Regions from separate parts of the Mus musculus genome. Here region 2 is linked to region 1. Evidence: chromatin contacts called from public Hi-C data. All regions are on one chromosome and are shown on one strand. The core of a region is the stretch at or near the end of the contact, and the rest is flanking DNA. Distances in the headings are between cores, read along the strand shown.

The links. Hi-C and Micro-C count contacts between places; a contact is called where the count stands out from the background.
Region 2: a contact with region 1 is called in a Hi-C map of the C2C12 cell line, with 2.3 times the contacts expected there. The contact joins two enhancer-like sites. A contact is called at or near these places in 15 of 484 Hi-C or Micro-C datasets (3T3-L1-derived adipocytes, the C2C12 cell line, Sertoli cells and 9 more) and 2 of 115 datasets of contacts at active chromatin or transcription factors (bone marrow-derived dendritic cells and heart atrium).

Annotation. Positions count from the first base shown.
Region 1 is chr11:43,765,064-43,770,049 of GRCm38.p6, forward strand. No RefSeq gene overlaps it. Among named protein-coding and RNA genes, the nearest start is that of Ttc1, 20 kb to the left of the region's middle. Within about 2 kb of position 1,953, at least 88 of the 459 cell types and tissues checked have an H3K27ac peak or open chromatin away from gene starts, as enhancers often do. A contact at or near this core is called in the C2C12 cell line, where this site is marked.
Region 2 is chr11:43,924,291-43,929,276 of GRCm38.p6, forward strand. No RefSeq gene overlaps it. Among named protein-coding and RNA genes, the nearest start is that of Gm12153, 32 kb to the right of the region's middle. Within about 2 kb of position 3,016, at least 57 of the 459 cell types and tissues checked have an H3K27ac peak or open chromatin away from gene starts, as enhancers often do. A contact at or near this core is called in the C2C12 cell line, where this site is marked.

The sequences.
Region 1 (4,986 bases), core at 703-3,202:
CACAATATATATATAATATATATATATTTTACAATCTTGAGGGCCATAGCTTCTGTTTTCAATTCCTGGGCAGTAACATCAGCAAGCAACACACGGCTCAATAGCAGTGTAGTGTTGCTCAGATGTCAGCAGTTAGTATATCCACAGCAGGGCCTTTTCTGTCTCTACAGCCTTCTACTAGTTAAGTAAACTTCATATCATCACTTTTCCATTAAATACAATTTCTTTCTTTCTTTCTTTCTTTCTTTCTTTCTTTCTTTCTTTCTTCCTTCCTTCCTTTCTTTCTTTCTTTCTCGAAACTCAGAAATCCACCTGCCTCTGCCTCCCGAGTGCTGGGATTAAAGGCGTGTGCCACCACGCCCGGCCCTATTTATTTCTTTATTTGAATTCTGAAGTTAAGTCTATCTATGTAGCCCAGGTTGGCCTAGAGTTCACTTATACTCCAGGTTGGCCATAAATTTGTGGTAACCCAGACATCTCAGCCTCTCAGATATGAGAATTATAAGGAAGCCAAAATCCTCCTCTGGCCCCCTGGGCATCTCGCTCATGTGTACCTATGCCTCCAGCTTTAGTGATGTGCACCTTATTGGGGTGGGGTTGACCCACACACGGAGAGTTAGCATTTTCTCAATTCAACAATCAATGTGAATATCTTTCTTCCTGCACAGTTGGACCACTGCCAAGCTTCTGACCTTTTTAATGTCCACGTACAACCTGAACTTCACCATCCTTTGGAAGGCACACAGACTGAACCTGATGCTTCTATCTCAGCACTTTGGAAAGAGGGGGAAAGACACGATCTTCCTCTGAATGTGAGAAAATGTATTGAAATGCCTTACGTAGTTTTTGCTTCAATTAGAAGTCCCAAAAGGATCAAACATCTTGGCAGCTGATGCTCCATTGATGGATGCTAAAAGGAAAAGTTCTGTTTTCTTTTTAAATTAAAAGCACTTATGTGCAAATAAAAAGTATCAGCCAAAAATAAAGGTATTAATAAATTACACTTTGTCAGAATTAAATATTCCTGCATTTTAAAGGACATAATTAAGGAATTCAAATACACGGTATCAACTAAGAGAAAAGAACATATACATAAAAGGAGTTGCATGTTATGGAAATAAAAAGAAATCTTTAAAAAATGATTGGATGTGTGCACTTGAGTTTGGGTACTTGTAGAGGCCAAGAGAGGTTGTCAGACATGAATGCTTGGAATTGAATCTAGGTTGTCTGAAAGAGCAGCAAGTGCTCCCAACAGCTGAAATATTTCTCCAGTTCCAGAAATAAGGAAACCTAACATCTCAGCTTGAAATAATATATCTTGCTAAGATGAAAATATCTATTAAAAATGAGCAGACTTGAACACACCATCAAAAAATGTATGGAGGGCAAATAAGCAGATAAGACATTTGACGGTACTAGTCATTAGGGAAATGCAAATTCAAGCCACAGGAAGAGTACCACCAACCTGTTAGAATGACTACAATTAAAGCCGACTAATGCTCTCGGAGCTGGTGAGGAAGCAGAGTAACTGGCTGTCTTATGCCTCGTTGGCAGGAAAGCAAAGTGGCCAGGCAATATTAGAAACAGCCAGGCAAAATCTGGAAAGTTGAATATGCATCTGCCAGATACCCTGGCAATATTGCTCAAGAGACTTTGTGTGTGTGTGTGTGTATGTGTGTGTGTGTATCTACAATTCATAGCATTATTAGTCAGACTCAGGAAAACTACCTCTTTTCCAGAAAAATATCCCACTCTGAGTAGTATTTGGAGGGTTCCTAGACTTGTTGAAGCTAACACACAGATCCCAAGTTAAGTACCCTTAACCTAGGATTCCAGAACATTTCCCCAACTGAGAGTCAAGGGAAGAGCTGCAGAGAAGATCCAAGCTGAATTGCAGAGCAACGTTTCATTCGCGTTGCTTACTCGTATTGGACAGCAGATGGCGCGCCCGCCTGCCTGAACGCCGGGCAGGTTGCACTCTAAGAACGCGGTGGCGCGCGAGGGGGCGTGGCGCAGTGCCTCTCACCACCTCGTCCGAGAAACAGCTTCCAAGTGTGCGTGGAGGAAGGACGCCAGATTGCAGGTGGCTAGGAGCAGCCCCGGGGGGCCCCCCTCTGTATTCCTTCCTAGCGTTGAGCTGTAGATGCGGCGTAGCGGTGGAGAGATGCGCGTCCCTCAGGGTGCTTGGATGCGGTGTGCGAGCAGAGCTCTTGGCAGTAAGCACAAACCACAGAAACCTGACTGCAAATACTTCCACATGCAAAGGAGGAAACCGAAACCTTCCTGCGTCATTTAAAAGGAACGAAAGCTGGAGATGTAGTTCAGTGGTAAACTCTTGTCTAGCTTACGTGAGTGAGGGCTAGGTTCAATTCTCTGTACTGGCAAATTCAAATAAAATAAAACCAAACGAAAAGCATCCAAACAACTCTGTTTTTTTTTTTTTTTTTTAACCTTCTTATAGAGCGGTCTTTCCCCTGCACACTAGACTTCTTCCTTATTGTGGGCAGTGTGGTACAGGTAAACTAAGAGAAGCTTGACTGAAGACGCGTAGGGCTTGTTTTCTCAGCTGCTATCCTTGGCTCATCCAAGCAGGAGGGTAGAAGTTAGAGCCTGAAAAGCAGAGAGACGCTCAGCCTGGGCAGAGAAGAAGAGACCCCTCGAACTTAGTACTGGGGAAAGTGAGTCCCAGAAGGCAGTAGGCATTGTAAGGTTACTCAATTGGTTGACATGTATATCCCTCCGAATAAGGATGAAGGTGTCTGGTGTGCAGGCAAAACAGTGTTTTGTAGGGGGATCAGGGTTTCTAAAAGCCAGTTGTTTTCATGGGGTCATAAATTAGCCCAGCTCCTAAAGCAATGATGCTTTGCAGCAAGGGTTCTCAACCCGTGGGTCGCGACCCGTCTCGAGAGTTTGACTAACGTTTTCACAGCGGTTACATATCCAGATATCCTATCCTGCGTATCAGATATTTACATCACGATTCATACCAGCAGCAAGATTACAGTTATGAAGTAGCAACGAAAGTAATTTTATGCTTGGGCTCATCATAAAGCAAAAAACTGTATTAAGGGATTCCAGCCTGAGAAAGGTTGAGAAACACTACTCTAGCGCATTGCTTCTCAGCAGCCTGCCTGTGATTTCAGCACCAGGGAGAGGCAGAGGCAGGAGGATCACCTTGGCGTTCAAGGCTAACTTGGGTGAGTTCCAGGTCCACTTGTGCTAAAGTGTAATGCCCTGTTTCTGGTGGGGAAAAAGAAAAGATTCTGGCTCATGATCAACTGTGCCTCAAGAAGAAGGATGTGCAGACCAGATGCCCGGGTCTTCCATTTCCTAACCCAGTCGGGAGGAATGGGAGGTGGGATAAGTCCGTATTCTAAATAAGCATTCTGATTAATCCTTCCATCCTCCTCAATATTTTTAAAATAATTACTTATTTATTTTATGTATATGTATACTGTAGCCATCTTCAGACACACCAGAAGAGGGCATCAGATCTCACTATAGATGATTGTGAGCCACCATGTAGTTGCTGGGAATTGAACTCATGACCTCTGGAAGAGCAGTCAGTGCTCTTAATTGCTGCGCTATCTCTCCAGCTCCATTTTCCCCAATTTTTGCTTGTTTTACTGTTTTGCTTGAGGCAGGGTCTTGCTATGTAGCTCAACTGGCCTAACCCATGGACTAACCCATGCTACCCTTGGACCTCTGATTCTCCCATCTCCCCGGGGCTGCCAAGGCAAGTCTATACCACCACACTGGAAACTCGGAGTGTGAGAACTAGGGCCTTTTGGTAGTTCAGATGAAAGAGAGCCAGGTTCTGAGTTCCCAACTCTTTCCAAAGTTGATTTTTCTGCTACAAATGGTCAGATGTGATCCTGTAATCCCAGCATTTGGGAGGCTGAAGCAGGAGGACTTTTGTGAGTTGGAGGCTAACCTGGACTATGTAGTAAGTACCAGACCTTTTTGCGAGGTGGCTCAGCCACCCTGCTTGATGATTAAATTCTATCTCTGTGACCTACATGGTAGAAGAAGAGGGCCAACTCCTACAGACTGTCCTCTGACCTCCATATACTCATGGTGCCATGTGGGCTATTCTCTTATATAAATGAATGAATGAATGAATGTACAAACTCACAAATAAAGAAGAAAAACAACAAAACAGGTCCAGGACTGGCTAAGTTGGTAGAGAGGTTGCTAGCATGTATGAAGTCCTGGGTTCTATCTCAGCCCAGAATAAACCAGACCTGGTGGCATTAACCTGCAATCTTGGGAAGGTGGAGGCAGAAAAATCAGGAAGCCAAGATCATCTTCCATTACACAGTGAGTACCAAGCCAGCCTCAGTTACTTGAGAACCTATCTCAACACCCCATTCCCATTTTGTTACTGTTGGTAGTCCTGATCTATTTTAATAATATTAGCTGTGTGTTTCTTAAATGTCTCATATTTCTTTATTTCCTGCATCGGCTCATTGATCCTTCATATCATTGGGGTATAGATGATTATATGTTACTTTAGTTTTATATGTGAAGCACTCAGGGCTTAGGAACACCAAACCTCAGCAGAAACCAAAACCAAAATCAGCTAGCCAACCACAACAGAAACCACTGAGACCCGGGAAGGGTGTCCAACCAAAAAGGTTTAGATTAGTGACTTTTAAAAGCTTTGAAAGATAGGCGCAAGTATCTCATGGGGAATCTTTCAGTCACTGTGACCAGATGCTTGGTAGAAACAACTTAGTGGAGGGGGATTCCTCTTGGCTTATGGATTTAGAGGGGTTAGTTCATGGCTACATGGTCTCATGTACTCAATCAGAAACCATTGTGGTGTAGGTATATAGTGAGGCTGCTATGCACTCCCTGATGGATGGGAAGTAGAGAGAAGGAAAGCCAGGAAGAATCTGAGTCAAGATGCAGTCCCTCCTCACACGCCCCAGTGATCTAGGTCCTACCTCTTAATTTCCACTCCCTCTTAATAGTGCCATCTAG
Region 2 (4,986 bases), core at 1,766-4,265, 160 kb after region 1:
CACAACTGTCTGTAATGTGATCTGATGCCCTCTTCTGGTGTCTCTGAAGACAGCTACAGTGTACTCATATAAATATATAAACCAACCAACCAAATACTCATATTACACATTTCTTTAGTTTTGTTGTTAAAAACAGAAAACCTGGACCATTTCTCCAAGTGGAAGGTAACCTGCATAAGGACAAACATGAAAAACCACTACACTCCAGGCACTGCCACATCAGTCATGTAATGAGTTCCTAGCAGCTGTGGCCAAGGCTGTCTCCTGTGAAGTTACTCACTAGTATTCCTGATTTTTGCGTCAGAGCTTTGGGGACTAATGAATATAGTTCAGCTTACAGGCTGCAGCAGTCCATCACTGAGGGGAGTCAAGGCTGAAACCTGAAGGGAGGCCTGCTGCCTATTCTATGCTGCACTACTTCAGACCAAGGAACTCATTTATAGTCAAGGAAGTACAGCAGGAAGCTTAGAATGTTTCTTGCTACCTGTGTCTCACAGATAGGCTAACCATTGTTAGCTAGATTTTTATATAGTCCATACCACCTGTCAAGGGGAAGGTATCATTTACACTGGGCTGGGCCCTCTTACATCAAGTAAGAATCAAAATAATTCTTAACAGGCATTCCCACAGGTCAACCCTTAACTGGGCGGGGGGGGGGGGATGTCTCCTCTCATGGGTTTTATAGGTATATAAAATACGTGTCAAACACTTACTGCTAAGAACTCATAATAACTTTGTTTTAAAACCCTTCTTTGGTATACATATGATTTTTACCATTTAGCAAAGATGGGCCAATTTGCATTTTTATGAGCTAAGATAGATGTGCTTGTTTAACATGACACAACACAACTCAAAGATACAGTAATTTGGTACTTACCCGATGGTAGGAAGATACTAAAAGACTTTCTTTTCCATAATTAGACCATTATGTTTCCTTAAGAGCAGAGAAGTTTTCCTGTAATTAAGAACATGAAGTTCACAGCACACAACAGTTTCCAATTGGGACTAAGTGGTGCCAGGTAGCCTTGCAGCCTGATACCAGGGCATGCATATACAGTGTGAAGTGTGCATGCTGTGTGATGCATGTACAGTGTGAAGTGTGAATGTTGGGCGTTCAGTGAAGATGCAATGATCTAGAGTAGCTGCAAAAGCAAGTAGTTTCAGAAGCACTTTGTATTCATTACATTTTGATTTCCAATTAGGTTTTGGTTGTCCTGGAATCAGAGACCTTTCAGTGTTGCCAAATTTCTCGTGGCCCACCCTGCCAGCAACTACTCACCCACAATATCAGATGCTTGCGAATCACATCTTACATCTGAAAAAATAAAATAAAAAAAAAAAAGAACCACAAAGTCGTATATTCATAGAGTCCCTGGGACCCGGCTCAGGTTGTAGTCCCAGCAGCCTGCCCTGCATTGCACACTGGCGCAGGCTGTTCCTGCTGTTAGGAAAGGGAGATTAACTGTGTCCCAGGGTGTTGAAGCCTCACTAGCACTGAGAGAATTTCTCACTGATGTAATCAGAGGTGGCGGAAAGAGGAGGGAGTGGGAACAGTGTGCTCACCAAATGACTCCTGTCCTCTGGCCCTGAGCTCATCCGGGTGGCTATTGTCTCAGGGTCTGCTGGCTGAAAAGAAAACCATTTTTCAAATCACCTTCTCTGTATTTTTATTCTTATCTTACTCATTTTTAGCTGTTGAATATCACTTTTTGCCCCTAGCTATTTTTTCTTAAACTAAATATTAGAAAAAAAGGAAACAGAATGTCCTTTCTTTCTTTCTTTCTTTCTTTCTTTCTTTCTTTCTTTCTTTCTTTCTTTCTTTCTTTCTTTCTTTTTATTTTGTCAGTGCTAGGCTCCCTCCATTAGGAGCACAAAAGGAACCAGAGATTAGCTGCAATCAGCGGAGTCCCACAATGCCACAGTAATGACTTGGGGTATCTTTTAATAGCATTAACGAATGCTGGCGGGCCAGCATGGCAGTTGCTCACAGGCATCTCTCTTTCATCCCTGGCTCCTTGGGGAATGCAGGGCAGTGGCAGGAGATGGCAGGTAGGAGGGGAATGAGTAGGTCTAAGCCTCAGGACAACCACTAGCTTGAAGATGGGGCTGCGAGTCTGACTCATAGCCAGCCTGGGGCCAGAGCCATGAAAGTTGATGCAACATTTGTTTGTGCAAAATGCTTCCCTGATGTGCGATTATGCCCCCCATTCCTGTAACTCGGTTTCCATTTTTCTATGGGAGCAGTGTATATGCATGCTGGCAGGTGCAATAGCCTGAAAACCTCTTGCTAGAAGTGGAGTCATTCACACCACCGAGCCCAGTGGCTGAATCACTGCACAGGCTGGGAGCCTGATTTTTACCTCAATAATCACATCTATAGTGATTCTGTGCTAGGGGCAAGACGAACCAGCAGAGAACATGCTCAACCTCCATTTTCACAGTAATTCTTCCCAGGGCTGGGGATGTAGCTATGGTGAGTGGAGTGCTTGGCTAATATGCACAAAGTCCTAGGTTCAATCCCCAGTGCGGAATATACCAGGCAAGGTGGTACCTTCCAGTATATGTCAGAACTTGGAGGTAGAGGCAGGGGGAGTGGAAGTTCAAGGTTATCTTTGGCTGCGTAGTGAGTTTGAGGCCAGCATGGGCTGCATGAAACTGTATATAAGAGAAAAAAGAAAACCTTCCCACTATAGACTCTATACTGATTATGCCCAGAAGATAGATTGGAGAAGCGGAGTCTTTCAAAGCTAAGCAACTTATAGACAGTGAAGCTGAGATCAGAATCCAGGCTTTTAAACCCTGTGAAATGTGAAAGAAAGACATTGGATGTAGCTGTTCAGAGTGCGGAAAGGAGAGAAATATTGTGTGCGGCAGGAGCCAGTGAGGCTGGAGACTGGCTCCTAAAGCCACTGCCATTAAATGACTCAGCTCTCAGCAAGCTTCAGAGTGTGCTGTGTCAGGGGGTGTCCCTCTGCTGTGGGATTAGAGGGGCAGCTGGTCCAGGAATGCACCATGTATCACTGTCATCTGCCCTGGGTTCAGCTCTGACACTGGAGGCTTGTGGATAGCACGGTGTGTAACACTGGGCAAGTGATGCAATCTCTTTGGACCGTAGCTTTTTTTTTTTTTTTTTTTTTTTGGTAATCTGTGAAACCAAGACAAAAATACATCCATCATTTAGGAACATTTCGGGAAATATAAGTATGATAGGATTTAGACAACACCCGACACCCACAAGGCTTATCATTAGGCCCACAGCTGTGTATCCTGAACCCACTTGCAGGGCCCACCTCTCCCTGTGAGCTTCTCTCTACCAGCCTGCTCTGGGTTATGTAACCACTTGGCTTTTGTGGCCTTCGGAGAGCCTGGCCACACAGAGGGTGTTCTGTGACCCAGTAGCACTCTCCTTTGGGCACACTCCAGTCCTCCTGAGCCAGACTGCATTTAACGATGTCCCCAAGAGGTATGGGGGCACAGTCAGGTTTAGAGTCAGGTTAGAACTTTGGAAGGCCACCTGAAGAATAGATATGACCTAGGTTTCCTCCTCTTTATTGGGGATTCAGTCCAATGCTTAGTTCAAATCACAAGAGTACAAGAAATAATCTGTGGGCCTCTGTGTGACACTATTTCTGTCACATTTCCTTTGCTCTTGTTGCATGTCACATCTGAGGCATGCCCAGCTCCAACATTTGGTCCATTCTGTGGTTGTGAAGACTGAGGCAGAGCTGGGAGTGAGTTTAAGTGTACAGGTACTGGATGCCAGGCAGAGTCAAGTTCCAATTCTGGGCTTGCCTCTCGGTCCACCTTGCTTCACAGCCAGACAGTAAAAAGCTGTAGATTCTTTTTCTTCTTGGGTACCTGGTAATGGTTTGCCCCTGTGTCCCACGACTTCATTCCCTAAAAGTGGTGTGGATACAGGTTTTTGTTCAGCTCATGTGAGCATGGTGCCACACATTAGGCTTCTGTTCCCTTATCATTTCCATTCCCTGCTCCTCCTGAGACCTACACTGCTAGCATCTTAGTTGTATTACAGATGGCAAAATTTTTGCTTCAAGTGAGGAAGGTGCTTAAAGGTAGGGGAGCAGGGCAGGGGGAAGGTATAGAGAACTTTTGGGATAGCACTTGAAATGTATATAAAGAAAATATCTAATAAAAAATAATCAAAAAAGAAAGAAAGGAAGGAAGGAAGGAAGGAAGGAAGGAAGGAAGGAAGGAAGGAAGGAAGGAAAGGAAGAAAGAAAGAAAGAAAGAAAGGAAGAAAGAAAGAAAGAAAGAAAGAAAGAAAGAAAGAAAGAAAGAAAAGGAAGTGGGACTGGAATGGGAGGCACCCATCTCTCCTTCCTGGCAGCACCGATTGTTCTACCCACAGTGCTCTCTGAGTTTGCACAGCAAACTTCTTGACATCTTCCATCTCCATTCCTAGAAGTTCCTTCCCTTGCAAGCCATAGCCCTTTACACTCATTTGGACCTACTCTTCTTTTGGTAAGATACTGCCGCAGCTCCTGAGCAGGTAGCCCCTGTGTGTGCAGGAGCAGTTTGTAAGTTGTCCCAGAACAATGATTCCCAGGGAGTAAGTGCCCAGTAAGTGAGCATAAAATGAACACAGCTCACTGTATAGCTTGACTCTTTCACCTGGGCAGTATCTGTACAATGGGGAGACTCCAACATGACTCTTTTATACCCTAGAGCATCTAGGACAGTTCCAGAAGGCTATGCTGTTAGTATTTGTCCCTGTAAAGCTATGTGTTTCCCCCAGTTACTCCTTTGCTCATAACCTTTTGTTGACAGTCCAGATAAACATTGGTATTCTGTCTCCTGGCTTTCTTATTTCCGTGTAGGACAAGAAGAAGTGAAGTCTCTGCATATTCCCTGCTTATCGCACCTCAGGGCCCTGTGCAGATTCTTGGTGAGGAGATACCTGACCTGAGAGGACACCATGGACTGAGTTCCACATCTCTGTCACAATGGCTCCTCTGACTACAGCCC